Linked DNA regions of Mus musculus: region 2 is linked to region 1. Evidence: chromatin contacts called from public HiChIP or PLAC-seq data. All regions are on one chromosome and are shown on one strand. The core of a region is the stretch at or near the end of the contact, and the rest is flanking DNA. Distances in the headings are between cores, read along the strand shown.

Evidence for each region. HiChIP or PLAC-seq counts read pairs in DNA pulled down with a chosen protein or histone mark.
Region 2: a contact with region 1 is called in an H3K4me3 HiChIP or PLAC-seq map of bone marrow-derived macrophages, with 2.2 times the contacts expected there. The contact joins the promoter of Utp20 here to the enhancer-like site in region 1. A contact is called at or near these places in 12 of 39 promoter capture datasets (3T3-L1-derived adipocytes, the HPC-7 cell line, HPC-7-derived erythroid cells and 6 more), 59 of 484 Hi-C or Micro-C datasets (the AML12 cell line, B cells, the C10 cell line and 21 more), 14 of 115 datasets of contacts at active chromatin or transcription factors (the 230-238 cell line, the SCID.adh cell line, bone marrow-derived macrophages and 3 more) and 4 of 9 other capture datasets (adipose tissue, embryonic stem cells, liver and 1 more).

Annotation. Positions count from the first base shown.
Region 1 is chr10:88,751,321-88,755,710 of GRCm38.p6, reverse strand. Utp20 (UTP20 small subunit processome component) reads left to right here. Exons shown (of 62, transcript NM_175158.3): 52 at 444-523; 53 at 891-960; 54 at 1,052-1,234; 55 at 1,944-2,075; 56 at 2,672-2,804; 57 at 4,179-4,366. Among named protein-coding and RNA genes, the nearest start is that of Arl1, 22 kb to the right of the region's middle. Within about 2 kb of position 3,135, at least 6 of the 459 cell types and tissues checked have an H3K27ac peak or open chromatin away from gene starts, as enhancers often do. A contact at or near this core is called in bone marrow-derived macrophages, where this site is marked.
Region 2 is chr10:88,825,115-88,829,596 of GRCm38.p6, reverse strand. It overlaps Utp20 (UTP20 small subunit processome component), which reads left to right and starts at 2,783. Exons shown (of 62, transcript NM_175158.3): 1 at 2,783-2,991; 2 at 4,099-4,179. The coding sequence starts at 2,947.

The sequences.
Region 1 (4,390 bases), core at 1,886-4,385:
TCTCTGTGCCACCACTTTGTCTCTATGCCCTACTGTGTGAGGAAATGAAAAGAACTCAGGCAGGGTTCACAGAGGTGCAGCAGTGTCAACAGAAGCTTAGGGTGTCCACGCTTAGGATTGGGTCATAGGCAGGGCCTGCCCTGAAGGACCAGACCTCAGTGAGTGACATGGAGACAGCAAGGGGCACAGATCTAGGCTTAAGACAGCTTAATCCAGAGTTGGTTGGAAAGGCTGACTTTGTCGGTTTGTCCCTCCTGTGAGTCCTAGACAGCACCTTAGCAGATGGGAATCCTGGAGACGTAGTTCAGTGGTAGACGGTTGACCTAGCAAGCGCAGTGCCCTGTGTCAGCCTCCTGCCTCAAAAGGAAACAAGGGGAGGGGAGGGGAGGGTTCCTGCCTGAACAGACAGGCTCCTTGTAACCAGCTGTGTGCTTTGTTCTTAGGTTTTCCTGAAATACATTCTTGACTATCCCCTTGGTGAGAAATTGAGACCGAACTTGGAATTCATGCTTGCTCAGCTGAAGTAAGCACAGCCATGAACTTATATGGAAGCAGAGGGTGGTTTCTTCTTGGCTTTTAGTGTGGTGACGATCTTGAAGGGACAGCCTGGGCATGGTGGCAGTTTCTCTGTGGCTGCTGCTCTGTTGCTCTTGGCTTCCCTGGTGTTTCTGTGAGATGCTTTTCACTCACTCTGCTCAGTCTACTTAGGAGAATGTTGGAAACCCAACAGCTTCCATCTAAGCCTGCATGGCCCCTTGATGGGGGATGCAATCACTGACATGAAAGAAAGGGAGGAGTGCCCAGTTGTTTAAGAAAGAAGGTGACAAATGAATACATCTTAATTTAAAATAATCACGATATACTGAGTCTACCTAACATTCTTGCCCTAGTTATGAGCACGAGACGGGAAGAGAATCTACTTTGGAAATGATTGCCTATCTGTTTGAGACCTTCCCTCAGGTACGGTTTGCCCATGGGCCCTGGGAGCCTGGCTCTGTGTTGTCAGGCACCCAAGGCACTTCCATTCTCACCGGTGCCTGCTTTCCCGCAGGGACTCCTCCATGAGCACTGCGGGATGTTCTTCATCCCTCTTTGCCTGATGATGGTCAACGATGACTCTGCCATGTGCAAGAGGATGGCATCCATGGCCATCAAGTCCTTACTCAGCAAGGTCGACCGTGAGAAGAAAGACTGGCTCTTTGGGCTAGTCACCTCCTGGTTCGAAGCAAAAAAGGTTAGTGTTGTTTTTGATCGTGGTTCAGTGACATGATTTTAGCTTTGGTGCACAATTTACATCAGAATGCATGCTAGATGCACTGTTGAAACACCCTGTCCCAGAAGGCCTTGGTGGTGTGTGATCATGTGGACAGTATGCTCTTAAACTGGCGCGAAGTACAGAAGCCGTAGAGAGTAACTGTTTGCATATGTTACAGTGCTAACGGAGCACGCCAGCGTGTGAGTGCGTGACATTTCTGCTGCCAGCTTTGTTCTTCAGTTTCTGGAGTGAAGCAATCATTATTCTCCCCTACTTAATACTGTCATTGTCACTGCTGGCCCATCTTCTACTAAGTTCATCTAGGGTTTCATTTATTTCCTTCTCTCTTTTTGAAGAGTATAGTTTCATCCAGTTTTGGTTCAGTTGATGGTCACCCCCTAAGCCCCCATGTGACTTGAACCTTTCCATCCCTAGCCCCCTTTCCTTTCACATGGCATCCTCCCTATCCCTCTCCCTTAACCTCTTCTTTCCCTTCTCGTTGGTCATTTTCTGGTTTCCTGCCATCCACACACCCACTCCCAGGTAAATCCACATATTGAAAGCTAGGATCCACATAGGAGGGCTAGCACGTGGCATTTATCTGTATTGTCTCTGGTGTTGACAATATCTACCTTTCTGTCATCCTGAATACTGTTGTGGTTTTTTTGTTTTGTTTTGTTTTTGGTAGAGATTAAACAGGCAACTAGCTGCCCTGGCCTGTGGTTTATTCGTGGAAAGTGAAGGAGTTGATTTTGAGAGAAGGCTTGGAACTCTTCTTCCTGTGATTGAAAAGGAAATTGATCCTGAAAATTTTAAAGATGTAAGTAATGTGCTAGATAATAAAACTTGGGAAATGTTTCTCAAAGCACTCAGGTTGAGTTAGTATGTATTTAAACATGCATTTTTTGTTGTTGCTGTTGTTAGTAAAAGCAAGAATGCAATCCAGCTGGTAAAGGGAGTATTTCTACAGTCGTGTTTACCCAGCATGCCCCCAACACCACAAACACAAGCAAGAAACAACCTGCTGTCTTGATGCACACCTATAATCCCAGGGGTAGCCTGCTGTGGTGTGCATACCTTTAAATCCAAGCACTTGGGAGCCTGAAGCATAAGTAGGAGTTTGACACCAGCTTGGTATAAACAGTGAGATACTATCTAAAAAGTCAGTGGGGGTGAAGGCAAGTCATCTTCCATGATCTAGGAAGGTCAGAGACCCTCAGCTAGGGCATCTTACCGCACAGGGTATCTCTGACGCCATCCAAACACATTTTTGCTGTCACAGCTGGGAGGTGGGCATGCTGCTGGGGCAGTGCCTTGCTGTGGTTGGGAAGCCTAGTAGAGACCTGCGTGCTAGAGAGACATGCATTGGGTGCTTCCAGGACATTATTAACTGGCATGCATTCTCCATGTGTTTAGATCATAGAGGAGACAGAAGAAAAGGCTGCAGATCGCCTGCTGTTCGGTTTTCTCACACTGATGAGGAAACTCATCAAAGAGTGTAGCATTATTCACTTTACCAAGCCCTCTGAGACGCTGAGTAAAATCTGGAGTAAGTGTTATATTTAATCTAACAACATAGTAGTTGTGATAAAAGTATTGAAAGTACTTGAAATTTGAATAAGAACACTACAGAAAGTAATTTTTTTTAAGTCCATAAGGAAAAAAAACCCTAAAGGGTCCCATCAGATTATTACACTCAAATGTTTCTTTGGGGGGAAAGGGTATTTCTTCGTCACTAACACATTTTATCTTTGAAACAGAGGACATTGAGTTTTGAAAAGGCAAACATGGAAGTGCTTTGTGAGGGCTTCCTTCACACACTCCCCGTGCCTGCACACAGACACCAGCTCTTCCTTCCTCATCCCTTTCCTTCCTGTCTTCTCCCAGCTTTGCTGAGATGAGACCTATACTTAAGAACCCTTCTAAGGGCCCTTGTTAATAAGAAGAAGTAGAGGGAGGGAGAGGGGCTAAGATTGTTTGAGATCTGCACACACGGTGTGTCTCTATCCAGTCTCTTTATGAAGTAGATGTTTTCCATGGTGCCTTAGCTCCCTAGAGACACTAGTGTCCTAGTGTACTCAGCCAGCATGTCATGACAGTACAGCTCAGTAGATGCCCTTTTCACTTGAGGACATTAAATTCCTGTGTACTATATAGAAGTCTCTGAATGCACAGTGTAACCCTGAACTTTAACGTATAAGTTTAGATTAGTCAGTAAATGGATATTCACGTAGAATGCCGCAGTTAACCGACAGTCACATTAGCCTCACAGTTTTACCTGGCAGGAGCAGTGATGGGGAGGCCTTGTAGCCATCCTATTGCTGAAGCACTATGAGTTCTGGGTGGGGTCGGGCTGAGGCCCAGCTCTGACTCTGCATGTGCCCAGCCTCCCGGGAGCATCTCTTTCCTCTGTAGGATAAAGCTGCAGCTCTCATTCTCGGTTGTGGTGGCTGAGGGGTTACCATAGCACACGCTTAGGGAGCGCTCACAAAGAAGTGATCCTTTCTGTCTCCAGTTTCTCGTAGAACTAAGCGTGTATCTGTGTACACGCTTACATTTCTGACCTATACAAGTGGCCTGAGAACCACATCTGATCTCCCTGAGTTCTGAACCTGCCTCCTGTGGCACCAGTTCATAGGGAACGGTGGGACGCGCGCGCACGTGTGTATATGTGTGTGTGTGTGTGTGTGTGTGTGTGTGTGTGTGTGTGTGTGTGTGTATGTGTATTTCATGCATTATAATTATTGTCTCTACCTCTTCTCCCTGGCCTCAGTGACCTGGAAAGCAGGGACCGTCATTTTCCTCTTTAGCTCCTCCGTCCAGGCCCATAAGAGAGGCTCCATGCATGCTTCCCTCCGTTCATGTTCCTGTCCAGGGAGTCAGGAAAGTGTGGGGTGCCTGACCATGCATTCTACTCTTTCAGGTCACGTGCACTCTCACCTCAGACACCCGCACAGCTGGGTGTGGCTCACAGCAGCCCAGATTTTCGGATTGCTCTTTGCCTCTTGCCAACCAGAGGAGCTCATTCAAAAGTGGAAAGGCAAAAAGACCAAAAAGAAGACCTCAGACCCTATAGCAGTCAGGTTCCTAACAAGTGACCTTGGCCAGAAGGTACCTTTTTTTTTTTTTTTTTTT
Region 2 (4,482 bases), core at 1,534-4,033, 74 kb before region 1:
AAATCTGGAACTTGATCTGCTCCTCTTTGGGTACTGCACTCATCTGAAATCATCCACTCCTTCTCTTGCTGGTTGTCCCTGTATGGTATAAGATGGCTACCAGAAATCTCAATTTTATAACCAACTATATTTATTAGTCTCCAAGTAGAAACAGCCTTGTTTCCCAATAATTCAACTAGCAAGTTCTAGGATCTAGGAACAACTTTCACTGAACTAATTGAACACACACAGAGAGACACAAACACAAACAAGAAGACACACACACAAACATACACACATAGAAAGACACACACATAGTACATGTATAAATATATACACAGGCACACACACACACCAATACACATACAGGCGCGCGCGCGCACACACACACACACACACACACACACACACACGGATCTAAGCCATGTATGGAACCCTGGAGACAGGATAACCCTGTTGTCATTGTAACTTCATGAATTGAGAATAAACAAACAGGGGTGGGCATCCAAAAAGAAAACAGAAAATAGAGATTGTCTAACCCAATACAGGCAAACTAGGTGAAAACCACACAGGTGTATTGTATTATTCCATATTCTTAATGAACTCAAGCTAAACAGTAAAATGATGACTGCTCAGCCTTGTTTCTTCCACACAGATAAGTAGTTTAAGGACAAAGATTTAATTATATCTCCCAATCACATTAAGTGGATAATAAGACCAAGAGGCTATAGACATCACAGGAAGGGCTTGCAACAATCTAAGGAGTAAATGGATCTCTGGATTTGATCTCAAAGACTCTTGAGCTGTGCCCACAATGGCCTGAATCACAAAACTTTTTCCCAAATCCTCTGGTAGCATAGTGCATAGACTAAGAGTACAAATCCTGACATTGCCTGCAACTGTTGGGTACTCTGACTTCCTTATGGGGTTAGCTAGTCTCTGCCAAGTTACCCAGTCTGTCTCTTAGCTTCCTCATTGGTAAATGAAGATAATAGAACTACCTGGTAGGAAGAGTAAATGAGTCATCATATGGGAAACACTTGCAACAGTGCTTGGGGCAGCATGAGAGCTATACAGTGCCAACCATTTATCACTTGGGAAGATGAGTATTGTGCCAGGGCCTTTGAAGCCTGAGTAAGAAGCTCTGGCATTGGCAAGCAAAAGCACATGACCTTGGCAAAATTGCTTAATTTCTCTGGGACTATTTCATTTCTTTCTGTATGATAGGAAGGCAATTATATCTTTCTGCTTACCTCACAGGGCTGTCATAAACACCAGAGAGGTAATGGATGCGGGATTATTTCAGACATTCAAAGTCTATTATGAATAAGGAACCTTACTAGTGTTATTTCCGTTTGGATTGTTTGACTTGTATATAATTGGGGCAGTTTTACACCTTACTCTTTAACACAGAGAATCATGAGGAAGGGAGCTGGGTGGTGATTGGTGGTGCACACTTCTGATCCCAGCACTGAGTAGCAGAGACAGGGGGCTCTTTGAGTTTGAAACCCACTTGGGCTACAGTGAAAGGATGGCCAAGGCTATACAAAAAAACTTTGTCTCAAAACAAAACAAAACAAAACTCATGGGGACAGAAAATATAAAATGATGATGGATTGGCCAACCAAACCCAGTTCAAAAGTCATGGGAACTGTTTCATGATTTGAAGAAATACCCAGAACTCCCATGGATTAAAATGGATTACAATGGGAAAGGTAATAAATGGAGGCAAAGATATCTTGATTCACTGTATTCTACCCATGATGGGCTCTGACTACTCACAAGCCAGGCTAGGATGAAATCTTATCTCAAGGACTTTGCACTTGGACCTTCCTCCATCAATTTTTGTGCAAATAACTCCATGGCTCATCGACTGTACACACACACTCTCTCTATATATATGATTAAGAGCTGTAGGATCTAGCTTAGTGGTAGAGCTGCTTCCTGGCATTCGTGAAGAGCCAGATTTTATTTTCTAGTACTAAACTAAAACCTGGACCTCGGAGTCTGCGTGTGAATGAAGATCGTCACTTACAAGATGCCCAACTTTGGTTTCCTTGCATGCCAAGGGGGCTTAAAAAAAACAAACAAACATACACTTCACGTTTTGAGTTTATAACCAGCATTACTGTATTATGGGTGGAAACAGCTTTTGATGGTGCACGGTATGTATCGAGCAGCAGTTAATGCTAGGTTGTGACGGTTATGCTTTCTTTCTATAATAAAACCCTTTTATCCTTTTTATTAAAAATTTTCATACAATATATTTTGATCGTGTTTTTCCCTTTCCCAACTCCTCTCAGATTCTCCCAACCCATTCAACTGTACATTCTTCTCTCTTAAAAAAGAAAGAAAGAAAGAAAGAAAGAAAGAAAGAAAGAAAGAAAGAAAGGAAGGAAGGAAGGACGCTGGGCAGTGGTGGCATAAGCCTTTAATCCCAGCACTTGGGAGGTAGAGGTAGGCGGATTTCTGAGTTCGAGGCCGGCCTGGTCTACACAGTGAGTTCCAGGACAGCCAGGATTAGAGAAACCCTGTCTTGAAAAAACAAAACACCAAACCAAACCAAACCCCACCATCACCACCAATCTACAAAAACGAAAATCAAGACCAACAGGCAAATGACAAATATGACAAACAATGTCCAAAACAAAACAAAACGTCCACAAAAATACCACTGAGTTTGTTTTGTGTTGGCCAACTTCTCATGTAGCAAAAACTGTACATCCGCAAACTGCACGACTGACAATCAGGAAGAGCACGCATGCTCGGCCCGCCTCTTCCGCCCACATGACCCACACATCCTGGCTTTCCAACATGGCGGCGCCCAGCGGCACTAACTACACGTGAGGAAAAGCAGGCACCGGAGCATTGGAGAGTACCGCGTGGGAGTAACTTTCTCCTCCGCAGTGCCCGCGGATCCCTTCCTGTCGTCCTGAGACCCTCGCGGGCCGCTGTCCCGCCGCAGCCATGAAGCCAAAGCCACTTTCGCACAAGACCGAGAACACATACCGGGTGAGCGCGGGAGTTTGGGCCCGGAGCCGCGGTTCGCCCTGCCTCTGCCTGACCAGCTGATCGCCTTAACCCCAGGGCCTGCAAGTCCGGGCAGAGCCGGAATCGCTTGCCCGGGGCTCTGGCGAAAATGGGAGACTATGCCAGTATAAAAAAAAAAAAAAAACATTAGTTCGCAGGGGAGTGAGGAAACTTGAATTCCAGAGTCCGCCTTTTAGCGGTGAGATCTGGCCTGTCTGGGCAACTCCCTTCACTCCAGGCTCAAATTGATTGGCCCAGGGGATCGTCTGCAACCGAGTCCCCCTTCTAACTTTAAAGACTGAACAGAGGAGGGTAGAGCGAGCTGGCAAGTGGCGAATGACTTCTGCTGGCTACTGTTGTACTTTATAATGCCTTTCCAAGCCCTTTTGTAACTGAGTCTGTCTGTTTTTAAAAAATATACCTGTTCCCACAACTTAGCGAGATCCCTGTGCTTTCGGTGTGGTGTGAAAGCGTTCGTCCAGGTTCCAGTCTGTGTGGAAATTGTATTTGATAAAACATAATGTAGGAGGTAGATCGGTTGGTGGAGTGTTTGAATAACATTCAGGGAGCCCTAGGTTGGATCCCCATTAAAAACAACAACAGTTACAACAAAAACAGGTGTGATGGCTAAATGCCTGTTACCCCAGACCTGGGGATGTAGAAGCAAGAGGGTCTGAACTTAAATTTTAAGGTCATCGTTGGCTACATAGCCTGTTCCAAGGGTACTTAAGTTAAAAGAAAAAAGAAATACAGATGAAGTAAGTTATGCAAAAAGTACAAGTATTTATTATCTTCAAGTAGTAACTGCTTTTGTTTAGAGTTCTTACATTTACCTTTTGTGTTTCATAAGTAATAGCTGCTCTTATTTTAAAAAGTTACATATTTTATGACCAATAGAAACCACGGGTCTGAAATGATACGCTAAGGGTACTGTTGTTTGTGGTGATGGTCCAGAGGTTGCTCACTGAAGCTCTAAAACGTTCTGTGTTCAGAATTTGATGTGATTATGGTGTAGTTTTACTCCAGCAGATATCAAAACCTGATAAGCATTGAATGCTAATATGTCTTAAATATGCTTTTTCTCTGCAGTTTCTTACATTTGCAGAGAGACTGGGGAATGTGAACATTGATATTATTCACCGTATCGACAGAACTGCAAGCTATGACGAGGTAAGAGGGAGTTTTAAATTTCTCTCACCAATGTAAGTAAGCTGTTTTTCAAGCCATTTGTAATGTACATGCAGTGATTTAGACCTGTGTTGTCTAATTAAAAAACCACACACAGCAAATATGTTCATTCACTTTAAACCTAAATCCCTCAATAGCTATATGCAGCTAGCTGGAATCATTCGAGAGGAGTACCATACCAGATGGTGCATGTTCATCCTGGCCTTGTTCAGTCGGATGATGCCGTGTTGAACTTGACTTGGCTTGACTTGATTCTCAATTGGGTTTTGTTACTGGAAACTCTTC